Linked DNA regions of Triticum aestivum: region 1 is linked to region 2. Evidence: chromatin contacts called from public Hi-C data. All regions are on one chromosome and are shown on one strand. Each heading gives the region's core, a stretch centred on a gene start, on an enhancer-like site or on the middle of the called end of the contact. The rest is flanking DNA. Distances are from core to core; before and after follow the strand shown. Region 1 holds the start of LOC123106522 (patatin-like protein 3). Region 2 holds the start of LOC123102213 (cullin-associated NEDD8-dissociated protein 1).

Region 1 (6,236 bases), core at 3,664-6,163, 150 kb before region 2:
GACGCAAGGTATAGGATCCTAGGAGTACTTCTCTGTATACTGTGTTTGTAATTTGTAAATTCTGCCAGCCATCAGTTCTAGGGTTCTAGCTGGCTCCTGCCGGGCGGCGTGCAGTAGTAAACTACAGTAAACTGCAAGATGATGAGTTGACACCCATCGAAGTTCACTTTTACTACTACCACCCTGGGGTCTGGGGTTGAAATTGAAGATTCGGTTGCATTGACATGCCAGCTTAACCTACACACAGTACGGTACAAACTCCATGTGAGGTTAAGCTGGCAGTCGAAAATCGAAATCGAGGGCCTGCCTCACGTGCATGCAGCAGCAGCGCTCCAATGGCGATGGTTAAAGCTAGACGGAGATCCGCTCTTCCTCTTCACCCGTCGCATCGCATCGCATGCATGCGGAAGCTTCCGGTGAATTAAAGAGACGCCGCGTCCGATGGGGGCGTTGACAACTTTCAACTCCCCCCAAGGCGGTGAAACTTGTTGGGTAAACGAGGCTGCGGCGGTGGTGATCCGGCGTCGGTAACGGGGCGCCGTGAGATCCATGGCGTCCTCGGTTAATTTAACTTAACCAACCTGTCTCCTCTCTTTGTTCTTTTGGTAAAACTCGTGAGAACCGATGCCACTGTGGCCAGCTCGTCCCAAGGATTTTACCAGCTCGTGGTGGCAGCATAGCATATCTGTCGCGGTCAAAGAGGTAAAGGGCCAAATTACCGCTTTCCTGACCCCAAAGGCGTCTGCAGTCTACAAGTACAAAAAATGTGTCTCCTACTGTGTTTTTCCAGTGGTTCTGGAACAGTGAGAGCACTGTCGAGTGACACTGGCCAGTGCGGTGCAGCGCTGGTACGCTTCTGTTTTTCCTTCCTCCTGTTTGATGCGCCGGTGTCTCCTACCAGACAGTTCAGTTCCTGTAGGCGGAATTCAGACGTCCCAACACACCGATCGTCTTGCGCTTCGGTTTCTGTCGTCGAAGGCAGTTCGGTTCCTTCTGCCCGGGAAGCAAGTCTTTGGTATCTCTTCCACGTCTCGTCCCTTGGGCAAAGCTAGGCCGTAGGTGCAAACAACACGGCATGAGTACGAGAAGATACGGAGTAGAAGTACAAGGAAGATCATGCTTGACGAGTACAATGTATGTATGTACCTGTCTATCTATCTGTCTGATGTAGAGTGCAATGCTCATTTTCTGATACACGCATACAGCATTCGGAAGCTAGAGTTTGTGCATACAGCTAGCAGATGACTTTTATTTATACAGCCTTCAAGTCTCATCTTTGCAACAAAAAAAAAAATCCTTCTTTAGGGCAACTCCAACCATCAAAACGCCTCTAGACATCCGGACAGTATGGTCTAGATACTTTTTGCCATCCAACGCGGTGCATTAACGGATCTGTTTCGGACATTTGAATTCCCTCATACGAAAACAAACTCGTTGGAGGTTTGGGGAAGTTCGAACACCCATCACGTTGGACTCCGACACACTCGGCCAACCAAAACCCCTCTCCCGGAGCCCTTTCCCCCACTCAGCCCCTCCCCCCTTGCTAAGTATCCGCACCGACCAAGACCATCATCGCCTTTATACCACTCCAACCGTCGCCTAGTTCTAGCCGGACCTTCGCTGCTCCACCCAAGTGCCTTGTACTTCGCCACCGTTGCACCCTAGATCCAAACGCAGCTCGGCTATTGTCCGCCCCTACCGATGGCATCCATGGCGAACACCACGACATGTAAGTGTTCGACCAAAATGTCAGTGGGAAACTTTTTTTTTTTGACTTTTCTCCGTGTTAAACATGAAGCAAGCATGATGGCTGGTACTCAGTGAGGGCGGATGCATTGTTGTGTGACGCATCATTGGTCATAATTGGGCGGTTGTATGCATAAAGCGAAATGGCAAGATGTTTTGGCAACATGTGCATTCTTGATTCCATAAGGGCAAAGCATTACGTGCCCTACAATTTGGATGTGATCCGTGATCGCGGTGTGAAGTCGCTACTCCATCGATGATACACCATTTCGATCCGTGATCGCGGTGTGAAGTCGCTACTCCATCGATGATACACCATTTCAAACGCCGTCATGAAGTATATTACGGTGTGACTGCAGAATTGGAATAAGTTTTTCTTTTTGTTGCTCTACGTGTTGGTCAGTTCACTTACTCAATGTTGCAACTCGATGATCATGTCATTGTGTAGCCTGGATGCGTTGCCACGTTGTATCAAAGGACGGAGGGCAAGCCTTTCAAATTGATGCATTGTTGAATGAAACTCAAGGGGCACAACATCTAGGTGAACAACATGTGTTGATGAAGAATTTCAAGCCCGAGGAGTGATAGTTTGAAATGAATGCCGCTTTCGAGGAGTATGATTAAATTTGGAACCGATGAATTTTAAAATTAAAATTTTATTGGACGTCCGACGCTTTTATTAGGATTCAAATGTATAGTTGATCGATGATTCAAACTGGAGTTGCATAGCAGACATTTGGCTTAGTTTTATTCTTAAAAAAATAACAGACATTTTGGTGTATAGGTTTAGATGGCCGCCCTCCTATCCGTTATCGACAAACACTTTCGAGCGTGTCAACAATATTTCTTGTGTCCGTTTCAATGAACCGCGTTGAAATTGCCCTTACTCCTCGACCGCACGCCACACAATCAGGAAACGAGAAGAAGAGGAGACCATGTTCAGCAACATGCATGATGCATGCTCCCTAATCATGCATTTGCCGTGTGATTAACTGCACATTGCAATCGATCAAGCTACTAGTAGTACTATTTATTAGCCGTCTGTCAGCATCAGAACAGATGGGCAATTAGGGCTAATCCGATCCGCGTCGGCTTCAATTCAACCTGCCCGCGAGGGAAAACGGGAAGAAAGAAAACCGCTTTTTCAAAGGGATGGCATCTCCTTTCTGCTTTACACATTGACACATCGTATTCGCTGCTCATTCGATTTCAATTTTGGGCAGTATAGTATAGTATTTCGCGGTGAACTGCTTTTCGAATGCCACTCGACAAAGTGGACGGACAGTTGTGATGTGAGCTACGGAGTATAATAGAATCAGCTTGACTTCATAGGGGTTTTTCATCGTGCCCCACATGTCGGCGACTCGTGGAGGGAGCAGAACAGAGGAGAGCAGAGGATAAATAAATAAACTTTAGTACTCGTAGAAGCATTTCGACTCCTCTGTTGCATAAGCGGGCAAATGTACAAAACTGGGGAAGGAGGGTGACCCGTCCACGTCGCATGCATGATCGGCTCTTGATCCGTGTCGTGTCAGTGCCCTGAGTCCTGCGTCGACGCCGGCGACGGCATGGTGGACGCGGTCCTGCCGGTGGTGCCCGTGGTCGCGGCGGAGGACGTGGTGGCCGAGGACAGCCGCGGCGGCGTCGGCGACACCTGCTTGATGGCCACGTTGGGGAGGAGCCCTGGGGGCGAGTCTCGCCGGCGGTCGTGCTCCTTCACCAGCTCCGTCGCGAACGCGTCCAGCTTCTCCCGGTTGGACTTCTCGGACAGCCGGCGCCCCCGGAACAGCTCCGCCTCCACGTTCCGCTGCGTCAGCATCCCGTCCGCGATCGCCACCACCTTCCGCGCCTCCAGCGACCGGAGCGCCTTGATCGAGTGCGCCGGCGCCGCCGCCTGGAACCAGTAACTCGTCGCTGTTAGTGTTTGAAACAAGGGAGACGGCAAGAATGGGGGGACGGGATGAAGCTCTGTGGCTTGGCTGACCTGGATGCGGACGTAGTTGCGGCCGCAGGTGTGGCCGAATGCCATGGCCACGGCCTGGTCGACCATGTCGGCGACGCCTTCGGCGGTGAGGCGGACCATCTCGGCGGGGGACGGGGAGCGCGGGGGGATCGGCGTGCGCCACCCGGCGGACGGGGTGGCGGAGCCCGAGGCGGTGCCGCCGGAGGAGGACCCGGAGCCGATGGAGACGACGAGGAGGTCGTCGACGCCGGCGGCGAGGGGGAACTCCTGCTTGTTGTGCAGGACGTGGGTGATGGCCGCCGCGGCCGGGTTGCCCATCGCTGCCACGCCGCCCGACGCCGCGGCGATGGCCGTAAGGCCGTTCACGGAGCGGACCGCGGTCGCGGCCGAGCCTCCGGCGCAGGTGGCCGCGCAGACGTCGCGGAGGCGGAAGTCGAAGCTGTCGCTCTCGACGGCGTCGGCGCGGGAGAAGAGGAACGGCGCGCCCGTGGCCAGGTCGTAGCACGGCACCAGCAGCGGCGCCACCGTGTCCCTCAGCGTCGCGTCGCCGAACACCCGGCGGAGCGATGACGAAGACGACGACGCCGATAACGACGACTTGTCCGACGACCTCTCCCCGCGCCGGAACAGCGCGGCCCACCTCCCGCGCCACCCGCCGCCGCCGCCGCCCCACCCGCCCTTCCCGAGGCTCGCCGCCACGAACGCCAACGCGTCCGCGGCCGTATACTTCGGCCTGCCGTCAACACCTCTCACAAACAGCATCGCCGCGAGCACGCCGCCCGCTCCCGCCCCCGCGGCGGCGTCGAAGAAGTCGGCGACCCGGGCGTCGGGGTCCCCGGCCTTGGCCCGCAGCGCGGCCTCGAGCCTAGCCAGCGCGGCAGCTGCCAGCAGCGCGTCCCCGGGGCCCGGGCCGCAGCCGTCAATGGCCAGCACCCGCACCCTCGCGCCCCCACCGCCGACCGGCCCTCGCCCCGGCGTGCCCGGCAGCGAGCACACCCCGCCCCCGCTAGCGCCACCACCGTACAAGAACTTGCTCTCGAGGAAGGAGAAGATCTCGTAGCTCAGCTTGCCGAGGTCCACGTCCACCTGCGGCTGCGGCGGCGAGGCCATCGGAGCAGGGAGTAATGGCGGAGGGGGAGTGGGAGCTTTCGTTGGCTGGGATGTCCTTATTTACTCTCCCGACTGCGCAGCTGAACCGGGCAGAGCCCACCCCGCCTCCCCGCTTATAAATCGGAGAGACGACGCTACAGTACGAGCGGTACTGTACAGTACAGTACGAGCCAAACCCGCAACGCAACTGTAGAAGGCGTATTCCTACTGAACCCGCGTCCACGGAGGGAGGCAGCGGTGCGCGCTTGGCGGGTACCACGGATGCCCCGCTGACGCGTGGGACCGGAGGCCGCTGACACGCGATCCACATTCGGCGGGTCCGGGCGTCAGTGGGCCGGCACGGGCCGCACGTGCGAGCGACCGGATCGGGGCATGGAGCTCCGCTCAGCGGGGGTGGGGCCGGCCAGCTAAGTTTCCACGGGCCCGCGCTGCCAGTGGGCCTGCCCGGGTAGGTGGGCTGCGGGATCAGATAGGTATCAGAGTGACCTGGCCGGCCACCTTTCTTCCTCGCTCGCTCGCCTGCCTGGCTGGCTGGCTGCAGCATGCAGCAGCAGGTTCGCGTAATTGCACGGACGCATGCACGCGTACGCGCAATACGCACGAACGGTACCACCCTAGCTAACTATAGCTTGATCAGTTGGTCTAGCGCGGTAGGCTGTGGAGTTCGTACCGCCGCGTTCATGGTTATTGGAGGCCGATGCTTATTGGCGACCCAATGCGATGTGCCACTCATCATCGTAGTACGTCCTCTTGCGTCTCTGCGCGCTCCGTCGATGATCGATCGGTCGACCTCCGTCCGTATCTTGTTCTACGCGTACGCATGCATTATTGCAGTGACGACATGTGTATGCTGTAGTACGCAATACAGTTGGAGGAAGCTTGTGCGGTCGATCACGTACAACCACCCATTGGTCCAGCTGGGTGGTCGAGGTAAAAGGGACCCAGAGCATCTGCAGCCGGACTTGATAAATTCGGCCCTTCAAACGCCGAGCACTTTTCGAAAAATGCAATCCACACCTGGACACCTTAATTACCATATTTCAAATCCAGATAAACTCATATAACTATGTCGACGCACACGCATCATCTGACTACTCCATTACACTACGCTAAACATGTCATCATATTACCAAAATTTGGCATGTTTGGTTATGGTGGACTTCATCCACGGCTGCCATTGCCCTTCCCGGCGCCCTTGTCATCCTTCTCGTGAAAGTATCGGTCGAAGACGCAGTACAGATCGAGCCGGGTCTGCTCGTCGCTGGAGCTGTCCTCCTTCTCCTCCTTTGATGGCAGTTTGGCCATGGCACGGACCGCCTGATTCTGCTCTTGGGCAACGACGCACATGTTGATCCGCTGCCGATTCTTCACAATACGGGTGCGGATGGCTTTCTCCGCATCAGCTGCCTCCGCCACG
Region 2 (5,946 bases), core at 374-2,873:
GGCACTGCTATGTCATACCACATGTTCATGCATGAAAGTTATTAGTTAAGTTTTGTGCTCTCATGGACACGATATATGTGTTGGGTGTTTGGGGGATACGTATATAGTTGATCTTCCATTTTTTTTAAATGACATTCTTTTAGTTGCAATCTATTTTCTCTCTCTCTTTTATACATGCTTTTGTTATACGAACTTTGTTAATGTTTTTAAAGCATATATCAAGAAATACTCTTACATTTCACTTTTATTAGTTTTAGTTGTTTATGTAACACCTATTTATGCATTTCTTTTTAACAATATTATTGTAGCAATGCGCCAGTTATCATGTAGTATTTTTCAAATCTATGGACGTCTTTTCAAGTTTGTGAATATTTTTTAAATTTTTTTACAATTTTTCTCAAATTCCTAACACATTTTTTTACAAATTTATGAACATTTTTTTATAATCCATGAACATTTTTCACATGCATGAGCATTTTTTCAACTCGTGAACATTTTTAAAATTTGGGTAAATTTTAAGTTCATCAACTTTTTTTAAGTTCACAAACATTTCCCGGATGCATGACATTTCTCACGTTTGTGAATTGTTTAAAATTTATCAATGTGTTTGAATTCGGAAATATTTATCAAATTCTTATTTTTAAAAAATTCTTAAAACATTTTCAAATTAGTGAATATTTTAAATTTAACAAATGTTTTTAAACCTTTACATATATATACAAATTTCTGGAATATGGAGTATATAAAAAAGGAAAAATTTATAGAAACTAGAAAACCCTTATTTTGAAGTGAGAAAAAGTACTATTTTTGATCCGAATTAATTGACGTAGCCTTGTACTACATGTGAGCGAACTGGTGCATTGTTTTTTTGAGGGGTGAGCGAACCGGTACATTTTTTTGAGAAACACCTGTACATTGATTTGGACCTAAGATAAAAAAATTAGAAAATAACTCCTATGACTAACAATTACAATGAAATCTCTTGAAAACACCTTCTTCGTGATATCAATCTCTGCTCGAAGAAATACTCCAAAGTCTTCGGTAAAGAGGCTGTAATTGGATTGGAGCAACGATTTCATCACTCTTTCACCCACACGAACATTTCCGATAATGATTTGTGAAAGCGCCTTGAGTCGCCCATCCAAAAATAATGGGAAGCCTTGATCGATGAACGTATTTGGGCCGGGATGATCCCCTAGAAGTGCAGATCGTCGAATCACTATATATTCACCATGGTGTCGATGCAAAGGTTCACCTCCACAAAGAATCAGACCAACAAAAAAACTTGACACGGCAACATAAAACTCATCAGATCCGAATAATTGGATCTACGAGGACAGAAAATTTTCTAACCTAATGGCACTGCCAAAAGAACAAGAGAAAATTTATTCTTGCAAAATTATGATGATCGTTAGACGTTGACGAAAAAGATCTTGAAGATCCGAGGGCCCCCGTCTCTGAGATAGCCAGCACTCTCTCGGTCAGGCGATACATATCACCGCTGTTCTCCAGTTGTGCTTGTTGGGCCGTGAAGGTGAAAGCAGCTAAACTTCCAGGCTCGGCCCACTTTCTTTTGTTTTTTTTACGTTACACATCCGCAATTGGTAGGGGGAAGTCACGTCTCGGGATAAAAGGGAAAAGGCTTTCAGGCTTTAGCGAGGGTTTCTCCTGCTGCTGCTGCTACAGCTTCCAATCCCCACCTCTCCGGCGAGCGCCAGCCTTTTCCGGCGAGGGTTTGCTCCGATCGGAGCTCTCGGGCGGCAGATCGGCCGGGTCCTCCGCCCGCGCTCCCGTGCCTGCGCTGAAGAGGTAGGGTTCTCCTCCCTGTCGGCTTCGCGCTCCCATCTTCCGCCGCTCCCCTCACCCCTCGCTCTCTCTCGTGCGACGCTCGACGCCCTGTGGATCTCGCCGACTCGTCGCGGGCGCGCTTCAGCGTCGCTGCGAAGGTTCAGCGCCTCCTCCCCTTGCGCACGGGAGAGCAGGGACTGCTCTGCCGCCCTGCCCCCCATCCTTCTCCCGTCGCCCTCCCCCTCCTCCTCCTCCTATCCACCCCCTCCCCTGTTAGCTGCACAGCATTGCCGGCTGTGGAGGTCAAGCTCCCGTTCCCCAACATCCTAATCCCCTGCGTGGGCACTGTTTTTGGTTTGGTTTTCTTACTCTGAAGTTATTATGATCTGGAAACTGCTAATAGGGTTGATCTGGTGACACCTTAAAAAGGGCAGCCCCAGTGCATGTAGCTCCCGCTTGCGCAGGGTCTGGGGAAGGGTGATCTGGTGACACCTTGGACTATTTAATTGATGCCATGCTAAAATTGATGCAAATGATGTCTACATTTGACACCATGCTAAATCTGACACAAATGATGTTTATATATATCATGTGATACTAAATCTGAGGCCATACCTTTCTTTATTAGTTTGTTATAGAGACTCACGTGATGTTTATCTTAAATGATGGTGTTTAACGGGCTTGGTTCCTATATATGAATGTAATTATATATAATAGGTGCATAATTGAACCGCTGCTGTTCTGTCTCCTGGTGCGCTTGGCGCAGGATTACTGGGTTAAGCTTAGGCTTGGTGTTTTGCTCTGTTCGACGCTGAAGTGGTCTGGGTGTTGGGGCCGATGGTACGGATCGGCATGGTTAATGCTGAACCGTGGCCTGTGCGACACGTCATTGCTCTCTAATGGCTTTAACTTTTATTATGGTTGTTTGTCATGTATCGAGTTGGGGAAACCACTTGGTGTGAGCGATTTTGGTTTGAAGTTTCATCTGTTACTTCCTCCGTCCCAAAATAAGTGACTCGACTTTGTACTAACTTTAGGTGTGAGTACTATATTAATCACGCCAGTGTTGTGTGCTCATGTTTAGCACGGAGTATGTGCATATGGTGTATGCGATGTCTGTAATTGCACATGGGAGTTCATATTTTGCTAATTTTGGCTTGTTGCTGGTGTTAGAAGTATATATAAATGAACAAGTGTTAATGCCGTTCTTATTTGTCCTGTTCAAAGTATTAAATTGCTCGAAGTATAGATTTATGCCTTTTTTTAATCTTGTTTACAAATTAGTTTAGTTAGTTGTTTCGGGTGAAAACAGTAACATGATGTAGAATGCTTTCTTTTCTGTCAAGCATGGCTCTGGAGTTAAAAACATTCTTCTCAATAGGAAAATGAAATCAATTTTGCCATGGTTTAGGGTCTCCTACCACTTTTATCTGTTACTTGTATGCATTACACCAGCTGAACATCAAATCGTACTTATGAATGACATTTGTAGTTTGGCTGCACGCAACTACAAATGTCATTTGTTTTGAATCCCCTCTTTGCCTATTTTGCAGACATTTTGACTTCTATCCACAGTAGTGCGAATAAGTAATTAATATATTTTCATTAATAACACAACATACACGTAGCGCATGTGGTAGGCACATAGGTGTGAAGCAAGCCGTCAGGTGTTCGATCTCCACATTAGATTGTTTAAATATTTTTCTGCTTGTTTTTTCTCCATCTAGCGTACTTGTCCTACTCCCACCAGAATGCATCCACCACCGATTCTGTTTGGTTTGGCACAGTTTTTAAATCTATGCACTTAGCAACACATATGCTATTAGGCTGTTGAACATTTCTCATTGCTTAATTTGCTTCTTAGACTACCAAATATCTTCGTGAAGAGGACTTGAACACAGGTTTGGTGCAATGGCGAATATGAACATAACCGGCATCTTGGAGAAGGTATCTATTGCACCAATTTACATTTGTTGATAAGGAATCCTCAGTTTTTGCTCGGTAACATTTTTGTTCCTTGTATGTGCTTTCAGATGACAGGGAAAGATAAAGACTACAGATATATGGCCACCTCAGATCTGCTTAGTGAGTTGAACAAAGAGAGTTTCAAAGCAGACCAAGACCTTGAATCAAAGTTGACTAATATTGTTCTTCAACAACTGGAAGATGCTTCAGGAGATGTTTCTGGTTTAGCTGTGAAATGGTACCTTTCCTTTAAAATACTTTCTTATTTAATCCATTGTTTGTGTTCTTGATGTCTTACCATGCTTGCATGGTGTGGGATTGGGGAAGTAAGGATTTTGCATGTTAAGATCTTGTTATTGTTGATTATCCCCTCTGTCCTGCTAGAATTTGGGAATATTCTGATTATGCTACTCGCTATGTTGTTGTACCTGTCAGATGTGTTTAGCCTGCTATTTTATCTTTTAAGATGGCATCATACCTCCTTTTGTCTTCAAGATTGCTTATTCATTTTTAAAGTTTGTTCTGTTTTCTTATGCATCAATTATTGGATCTGCGGGGTTACTTTTTTCAGAGAAATTTGATTACCGATTGTTTCCCCTACATCCGTTCACTACATTTACTCTTATTCTTTTGTTGGTTAGCTTGGCTCCACTTGTTAAGAAGGTAAGCGAGGATAGAGTAGTGGAGATGACTGACAAGCTTTGTGATAAATTACTCAATGGAAAGGAGCAGCATCGTGATATTGCCAGTATAGCTCTGAAGACAATCATTGTGGAAGTTACTACGGCATCACTTTCTGAAAAGATTTTAGTTTCTCTTTCCCCGCAGCTAATCAGTGGTGTCACCAGTGTAAGTTTTTTAGTCTGTTTCGTGTTTGCCAGAATTTCCCTTGGGTTATCTGTAGGCCCCTTAAGTTTTATTATTTAGATGTTCCACAGAAAAGGTAATGCAATATTAAGTTAAGTATTAGCTGGAAAATTAGCAATAAATTACGTACACAGTTTGCAGAATTTATTTGTGAATGTTTAATATATCCTTTAATTAGGGCTGTTTGGTAGCATTTGGTTTACATTCATTTCTTCTTACCTTTATATGTTGCCTCTTGTTCCTTTATCTGGAAGTATAATTGTACGACAGACTGCCATATGGTTATGAAAATGAAACTTGTAAATACATTTCTAGGTCTCAAGGGTTTGTAACATAAAGCCTACCCCAACTTGTTTGGGACTTGTTTTTACTTGTTTCATGGCTCATCAGTTTGTTTTTAAAATTAAATGCAATTGTCTTGATACATTTCTTCTTTTGTTGACAGGGAAAGAGTGCTGAAATTAAATGTGAATGTCTTGACATATTAGGTGACGTGCTTCATAGATTCGGCAACGTGATCACAAAAGATCATGCGTTTATGCTCACTGCACTTTTAACCCAGCTGAGCTCCACTCAAGCAAGTGTCAGAAAAAAGTCAGTTACGTGCATAGGTACGCCTGAATGAATATTGCAATTATTTTGATTGTTAATGCTTGCAAATGATTGAACAATCTTAGTTAATTTACAGTGACTAATGTGTCGTTTTATGTTGCAGCATCGCTTGCTCCATGTTTGTCGGATGATCTATTAGCCAAGGCAACGTCGGAGGTTGTCCAATTGCTGAAAAATAAAAGGGCAAAATCTGAAATAACCCGAACAAATATCCAGATGATTGGTGCTCTCAGGTATATGCTTTGACCTTCCAACTGCTGCAAAAATTTGTTCATAACAGCTTGTAGGAACTATCTAAATTCAAAACTGGCTAGTTCAAACATTGATAACATATCTAGAAAAAAAATCTGGCTGGATGATATAATACCCAGGGATAAATTATTTTTGGATGGAGGGAAGTACAAGAGATTTGGTAGGCTAAATTCATTTGATCACTGCAAACTCATAGTTTAATTTATTTTGACCTACAGTCGGTCAGTTGGATACCGGTTTGGACCACACCTTGCCGAAGCTGTTCCTTTGCTCATTAGTTATTGTACAAGTGCATCAGAAAATGATGAAGAGCTCCGTGAATACAGCTTGCAGGTGAAAATTATGTTAAAGTTCATACTTTTGATTACTCTTACCATTGCTTTCTCTGTGGCTATAAATTACCTCCCATCTTGTAGGCCCTTGAGAGCTTTATGCTCAGATGTCCAAGAGATATTTCCCCAT

Evidence for each region. A called contact is a pair of places that touch in the nucleus more often than the background predicts.
Region 1: a Hi-C map of leaf shows a contact between it and region 2, with 2.1 times the contacts expected there. The contact joins the promoter of LOC123106522 here to the promoter of LOC123102213 in region 2. A contact is called at or near these places in 2 of 5 Hi-C or Micro-C datasets (both in leaf).

Annotation. Positions count from the first base shown.
Region 1 is chr5A:44,106,062-44,112,297 of IWGSC CS RefSeq v2.1, reverse strand. LOC123106522 (patatin-like protein 3) reads right to left here and starts at 4,913. Exons shown (of 2, transcript XM_044528664.1): 1 at 3,731-4,913; 2 at 3,040-3,640. The coding sequence starts at 4,819. The coding sequence ends at 3,278.
Region 2 is chr5A:43,956,375-43,962,320 of IWGSC CS RefSeq v2.1, reverse strand. It overlaps LOC123102213 (cullin-associated NEDD8-dissociated protein 1), which reads left to right and starts at 1,623. Exons shown (of 29, transcript XM_044523515.1): 1 at 1,623-1,809; 2 at 3,653-3,735; 3 at 3,822-3,991; 4 at 4,395-4,602; 5 at 5,066-5,231; 6 at 5,336-5,465; 7 at 5,703-5,817; 8 at 5,901-5,946. The coding sequence starts at 3,700.